Regions from separate parts of the Sus scrofa genome. Here region 1 is linked to region 2. The links are chromatin contacts, called in public HiChIP or PLAC-seq maps. All regions are on one chromosome and are shown on one strand. The core of a region is the stretch at or near the end of the contact, and the rest is flanking DNA. Distances in the headings are between cores, read along the strand shown. Region 1 overlaps BPGM (bisphosphoglycerate mutase). Region 2 overlaps CALD1 (caldesmon).

Region 1 (3,458 bases), core at 281-2,780, 210 kb before region 2:
AAGACAAATTTAGTTGAAATTGTTTACTTTATGAATACTAAATGCAAATGACTTTTTTCCATCCTCTCTTTGCAACCAACCCTCTTTTTTTTCTTTGTAAGCTAATAACGGAAACACAGTTTTTAATGAAGAATTCAACAACAAGGGACTAGACTTAATCCGAAAGCTCAGAGAGTTCAAATTCATTCATTTCACCTATGTGCCAAGGGTCCATTGAATCAGGTGTTGTGCTGTTCTTGGTGCAGGATACAGCACCTAGAATCAGACACACAAAGGCTTCCTTTTGAGGAGTGTTTGCCTCCATTTTGATGTCCTTCTGAAATACGGCCAGGACTGTACCCCTGCAGTACTCCGACTGCTTTCACATGTACGCTTTGTGCATTAGAGTTTTCAGTGAACACTTCATTCCTAGTAGCCTTTATATGTAAGAATTAGATTCATATAATACATGTAGTTGTAATATGTAAGTCATAAAGTTAAAAAGAAATTCTGGATTCTAGCAGCCAATACATGATAGAGTTGCTTACAGGTCAACAAACATGAAATTCTTGCAGTGTGTAAGGCCCTGTTCCCAGAGCATGTGTGACCCAAGGATGGATAAAGTATGGTCCCTTATAATCTTGGTGAGCAAAGTGAGCATCTGCACAGCCACCTCTGAGAGAAGGCAAAGCGGGAGTGCCGTGGTATAAATAGAGTGATCTTATGGTCTGTGGTTCCTGTTCCTGCCCCAGTGACTCAGGGGAATCATCCGAGGTACAGATTTGACTTTCTGAAGTCAGTCCTATATGCAGAAAATGAAGTTGTTTGAATTTCTTCCCACTTTGGCTTTGAGTTACTCCTTTTGACTTACCACCATACTCATTATTTCTTACTTGAAATATCCCAATCATTTAAATGGATTGCAGTTTACTCTCAGATGCTCCTAAAAATGAAGATTCAAGAATTAAAGACAGGAGTTCCTGCTGTGGTGCAGCAGGTTAAGGATCTGGTGTTGTCTGTGCAACAGTGTGGGTTTGTTTCCAGCCCAAAGCGGTGGGTTAAGGATCCGAATTGCTGCAGCCTCCGCTGTAGCATTAGTCACAGCTGCAGCTCAAATTCGATCCCTGGCCTGGAAACTTCCATATGCTGCAGCCGCAGCCAAAAAAAAAAATTTAAGACAATGGTTGGGAGTTGGTGAGGGGCTAATGATAAAGAGGGATTGACACAATTTTAGATGTTTTCCTTCAGAACACTCTTGGATGCTGTGTAAAGCAGTCCAAGCCAGTTTTCAGGCAGAGGATGTGCTATCTGGCCACTCATTTTAACTTTTGTATGATGTTCCAGTTACAGAGCTTGTAATATGATATTACATAATATAGTATTGATTCGGTTTAATTTAATCCGGTGCAGATGCATTTTTCTAGCCATAGGAGTTCTGCTTGCTTAACTCACTAGGACAAAGAATGTGGCTCATGCTAAAACTGAGTAATGAGTAATTGCTTCATTGTGGTTTTTCCTTATTTGCCATTTTAAAATGTCAGTCGCTTAAGTCTCATTGACTGATTATTAACCAGTCCAAATATTTTAAATATTTGTAAGTAATTAGTCTGCTGTGTGAATGGCTTGAGTAGTCATTAAAATGGAATGTCAACTTTATTTATTGGAAACATTTCTATTTTTGTTGAGCTCTCCTTTATAGATGAAATATTTTAGTTCTCATGGCCTTTGTTTAGTTGGCTCTTTGATTTGAGCCCACACAAAAGTGGGTTGTTATCTAAGCCATAGGCATGAGCTCAGAGGGCTTCTTTAAAAAAAAAAAAAAAAAAATCTGTTGGAACTGGTTAGATCTGAGGCCATGGTCAGATGAATTTCATGTATGCCCTTAGCCCAAAGACCTGAAACTCTTTCCTGAGGTCCCAGACTGCAACCCCTAAGCTTGGCCCATCATGATCCCAGTGTATTAGCTGTTGCAAGGGGATCAGACAAATCTGCTCATTCCCTACTAATCTTGAAAGCATGAGAACTCTGGGTACTGATGTCCATTTAGCACCCAGCCCTTCACAAGGGCGGTGCAGGAACACAGACATCCTCCTTTCTCCTTATGCTCTGGTGGAAATAACCATGGCTGAGTCCATGACCAGAGTTGAAGTCCTGGGATTTGAGAATTTAAAAAAAAAAAAAAAGTCCAATTTTATTACGTTAACGGTCTTGCAACTTGAACAGTTTTATTTAACTTCTCTGGGTCTGTTTAGTAGTTTTTAAACAGCTTTATTGAGATATAATTCCCATGCCATGCAGTTCACCCATTTAATTAATTAGTGAATTTGTACCTGAAGCGGTGAACAGTGCCTTTATTCTGAGGCTGAACAGCAATGGACACCCTCCCTTGTACCAGCTCCACCCTTCATTTGAGGAGAGGCAGGGGAAGGAGACACACAGCTGCCCTTCCTCTTCCCTTCCACGCTCCCGGGGCTCAGCAGTTCACTCATCTAAAGTGTACAGTTCGGTGTCTTTTCACCGAGTTGTGTTTTCCCCGAGTTGTATATTCACAGAGTTGTCCATCTAGCATCACAGTCAATTTCAGAACATTTGCATTACCCTTAAAAGAAACCCCGTACCTAGCTGTCATTGCAGCCACAGATCTATTTATGTCACTAGAGATTTGCCTATTCTGGACATTTCGTTTAAATGGAATCATACGATTCGCACTCCACTGTGACTGGCTTCTTTCACTTGGCATGTTTTCAAGGGTCATCACTGTTCAGCATGTATCAGCACTTCCTTCCTTTTCATTGCCAAATAATGCTCCATTGTCTGGATCTACCACATTTAATTTAACTGTTCATCTACTGATGGATATTTAGGCTGTTTGCATTTTTTTGTCTAATGTGAATAAAGCTGCTATGAGGGTTCGTGTACAGGTTTTTGTGTGGACATAGGTTTTCATTTCCCTTGGATATACACCTGGGAATGAAATTGCTGTGTCACATGGTAATTCTATGCTTAACCGTTTGAGGATTTGCCAGACTGTTTACCAAAGATTCCACAGGATTTTGTACTCTTAATTTTACAATGTATTAGGATTCCAGTTTCTCTGTATCCTTAGGGCTCACCTGCTGTAAACCATGTGTTCTTGAATTCCACTCTGGCCGTCTCCAGGAGATGCATGTGGCAGCTGCTCTGTGTCCAGCCCACAGAGCTGACCCGACAGAGGCCGAGGGCGCTTAGAATCCAAGGCAGTCATCTCCCAGCTAAATAGCTGGCTGCTGGTCTGAATTTATCTTCTGCTGCCAGCTTTAGTTTAGTTTGGGATGGTAATCTTGTGTATCATTGCAGTGTGGGGATGAGGGCTTTTCAGGGCAAAGTAGTGTTTTATAAGCCTACCCTTTAAGTCTTCTCCCTAGAAGAGAATTCCTGGTAGAGGAAGAGGAAACAGTTATTGTGCTGTATACCGTCTCTTCCTCCTCCCCCACACCCTT
Region 2 (3,695 bases), core at 494-2,993:
AGGCACTGAAGATGGAGCTTATCCATGCCATCTTAGTTAATGGTCATTCATTGGCATTCTGAGGCACACATCAGTTTCTTGTGAGTCTGTGAGCCAATCCGTCTGTGAGACCTGGCACTTCTGAGAACTCCCAAGATTCGGTGGCTGAAATAGCAGGTTTCTAGAGCCTGTACCATCAGAAACACTCCAAAAAATGTTACTCCACGGAGTGTCTGGGAGGAACAGCCAACAGGCCTTCTTGATGCAGCATCAATATTCCATTGCTGTCCCTCTTTCACCTAAAGAACAAATGACATGTATTTGTTTGGCATCTGCCATATGTCTAACCCTGTATCAGGTGAAAGGGAAAAAAGGGTGTCAGGAAACAAGTCTGTCAACTAGGAATCAGGTGAGAAAAGGTATGTACTCATGAACAGTGACACCTAAGACTGTATATCCATCCATCTCATTCTACCTATAGATAGATATCATAATCATGTCCTAAGTCACATGACCTAATCCTCACAAAATAGGACAGTGCCTAACAAAGTATCGTTTACATAATAAAAACAATAAACACTATGTCCAAAGTATTTAAAGCACACAATGGACTCTTTCTCTAGCAATAGACACAAATGTATGCCTTAATCCAGGCCTGACCTCCCCCCAAAATATCAGAATTTTTTTAGACCTTATATGGTATCACTGGAAAAAAAAAAATCTGGATTTGATCCCAGCTGTAAAAGCCGTGTGTAAATTTAATATCCAGATGCATAAAGTGGACACCAGAAAATAAATTTATGGCGTGGAAATATTTAGATACTTTGAACAAGAGTGATACACACTGAGAATTCTGTGGCTTGTGAACTAACTCGCCTCCTTTGAAAATGTGACTTTTTGAAGATGCGACCTTTCCCCCTGCACTAGAATTATATCCTTAGAGTCCCCGTGATAGTTTCTTAACTTCATTCACAGTTTAATTGGATCTATGTATAAGAAATCTAGGTTCTAAAGTATATCACCAAGGGCTAGATTAAGTTTCCTATGGGCAAAAGTCCTATCTTTCATGTACACACTTCTTTCCTAAAATTATATAAGGTATATATTACTGTTTTCACCGAGACCAGGACCAGGGTTTTATAGCTGTGCACCGTCAACCATTCATTCGAGAAACTGTGGCTAGAACCCTGCTATTTCAAAGCATTGTCTTAACTGTTTTAAAGATGTGTTTCAAGCTGGAGGGCAGAGGGGAGTTGGAGGCCTGATCTTTTCAAGATAGAAACTTTTCTCTCCAGGAAAAGAAAATAGTTCAGGTGGCTAAAACCCCTAGATTTTAAAAAGAGCTTAGAGACTACCTAAATAGTTGTCACAAAAGAGTTGAAACAGAAATGGAGCCTCACAGCAAGTTAGCCGGAAGGGCTGACTCATACATGACAACACAACTATTTCTCAAGTGCATGCAGACAAGACTGGTCTCCAGCTTTCTCATCTTTCCTCCTAAGATGATAAATTACGAAGAAATAAAGTCAAAACCAGGAAGCCTTGATAGAGGTGGAGCCAGACACTGGTTCTTAAAGAATCATTAGAATTCAGAGATGCAAAAGGAATTTAAAAAGCCATTCCAGGGAAAAGGAGAAGGAATAAGGTTCTTGGGTGAAGGCAGAATGTTTCAGGAAATACCAGGCGAACGGCAGCAAATGCCAATGATCTTTGCACTGAACAGAAGTCCCTTTATGACCAGTGTTAGATTGCCAAGGGGGTACAGCTGGAAGTCAGGATTTCTCAAGGGGAAGCATGAGCAAGGCGATGCTGGGGCTCAGGGTTTGGCCTTAGGAAGGAGAGAATGCCCTTTTTTAAAAACTGAGTGGTAGTATCATGACCAGGGAACCTGCACTTCATAATGAAAACACAGAAGTATCAAGACAGTAAGATGACATCTTACTCCCACACTCCCAGGCTGTTTCATTCTAGAACCAAATACATGCTGGGGTGGCACTGACGGTGATCCCAGTGGGGTGGGGCCAGCACTGGAGGGAGAAGAGGGGGGGAAAAATAGTTCAGAGGATTAGATCCAAAGAAAGTGTATTGGACACAAACATCCTCAGGAGAATAGTTACCTCCAGCAGAAAGGGAGGAAGTTAACACTAAAAGTTTTCTTTCTTTAGCTGAAAGGTGAGCACAGAGACACTCATTCTAGTTTCTCACTCTTTTTAGTTTGTCTAAAAGATTTTAGAATAAAGTATAATTTTTAAAACATACAGAAACCTTATAGCTGTCACTCATGTATTGTCGATCAGAACCTGCCTCTGGATGTCATTACTGATAATGTGATTCTTAGCACTCCCTGCCTATGCAGGATTACTACCCCGTCATCCAAAAAAAAAAAAAAAAATCCCTCTGTTTCTGGAAGTTTGGCTTATTAAACCTCATGAATGGTACACTTAGCCCCCATGTTCAACTTTCTATGACTCCTTGCTACTGGGCCCCTGCCCCAGTGAGGCCCTGGCCCCTCTCTGCCCCTGCCCTGGGCCCACCTGAGACCCTGGCCCTCCATGTCAAGGATGTTGTCTCGTGTCCTTGATACAAACTTCCAAGCTTCCAAAGGGGCCCTGCCCTCCTCTCAGTCATTGGACTTCCAGAACCACACTGTGCTCCTACAGAAGTAGGGAGAGAGACCCTCTCCTCTGCTTCTCTTTGTCACCCAGCCACCAAAGCTTGGCCTAGACTTGGCAAATACCTTCTGGAAGCAGTTTCTGCTTCTCTGCAGCCCACCTGTCCTCAGGGCACAGATATGTGACAACAGGGTACAGCTTAGGAACCCCAAACCCCCAAGCGACAACCCCAAACCCCCAAGCGAACCAGACAACCTCAAACCCCCAAGCGAACCAGCTCCCTAGGTGCCCTCACCACACAGTTACACATGCCCACATGCATCTCAGTTCCAGTGGTGGGCACAAATGAACTTGAGGCCAGGCTACCATTCACATCAATTATCCTCCCATTTCAACTCAATCACAGAAAAAACAAATGAACTTGGTCAAGGCCATTATTTGTTCTTTATGAAGCCATGTGCCTTAATTCACTTATGCAGCATATATTGTAGAAGTCCTGTCTACAGCAGACGCCATGCTAACTAGGGTGAGGGGAGGGTCGCAAAGACGGGCAGGACACAGTCCCCCTTGGCAAAGAGCTCACAGCTTAGTAATGGGAGCCCACAAATGCATAAACACACTCGGAGCGCAGCTAGGACCTTAAACTGTATGTTGCTTCAAATAGATTAGAATTCCCAGGTATTAAAATGTAGCTGGACCTTCTCTGAAAGATCTTTTCTTGAAATCAGATTTTGTGTTTCAAGCAGGAGGGCAAGAAAAATGCAATGGAGAGTATCCTGAAAGAGTTGAAAAATGAGCCTCTGGAAACAGTATGAAGTTCTTTATATCAGGGGCAATTAATAAGAACAAAAATAGCTTAACAGATAAATGCTGGAGATAGATGAAGCCATAAATCTAGAGAAGAATAAAAAAAAAAAACACCATGGATTTAGCACAAAAATTAATGAATGAACTCTATAAGAGATGCTATTATCAATGCAAAACAATGCTAGGATGTGTTAAAAGGGATGTGGCAGGCAGCACTGGGACCTCAGCCAGGCACATGCCTTGGTCAAGCCTTTGTTATGTCCAGTTTTGGTTTCCCATTTAAAGAGTTGTTATATT

The links. HiChIP or PLAC-seq counts read pairs in DNA pulled down with a chosen protein or histone mark.
Region 1: an H3K27ac HiChIP or PLAC-seq map of alveolar macrophages shows a contact between it and region 2. The contact joins two enhancer-like sites. A contact is called at or near these places in 1 of 47 Hi-C or Micro-C datasets (liver) and 2 of 2 datasets of contacts at active chromatin or transcription factors (alveolar macrophages and skeletal muscle).

What each region holds. Positions count from the first base shown.
Region 1 is chr18:14,559,878-14,563,335 of Sscrofa11.1, reverse strand. All of the region lies in intron 2 of BPGM (bisphosphoglycerate mutase), which reads left to right. Among named protein-coding and RNA genes, the nearest start is that of BPGM, 32 kb to the left of the region's middle. Within about 2 kb of position 1,530, at least 9 of the 83 cell types and tissues checked have an H3K27ac peak or open chromatin away from gene starts, as enhancers often do. A contact at or near this core is called in alveolar macrophages, where this site is marked.
Region 2 is chr18:14,345,154-14,348,848 of Sscrofa11.1, reverse strand. The region is part of intron 3 of CALD1 (caldesmon); the gene reads left to right. Among named protein-coding and RNA genes, the nearest start is that of AGBL3, 81 kb to the right of the region's middle. Within about 2 kb of position 1,743, at least 6 of the 83 cell types and tissues checked have an H3K27ac peak or open chromatin away from gene starts, as enhancers often do. A contact at or near this core is called in alveolar macrophages, where this site is marked.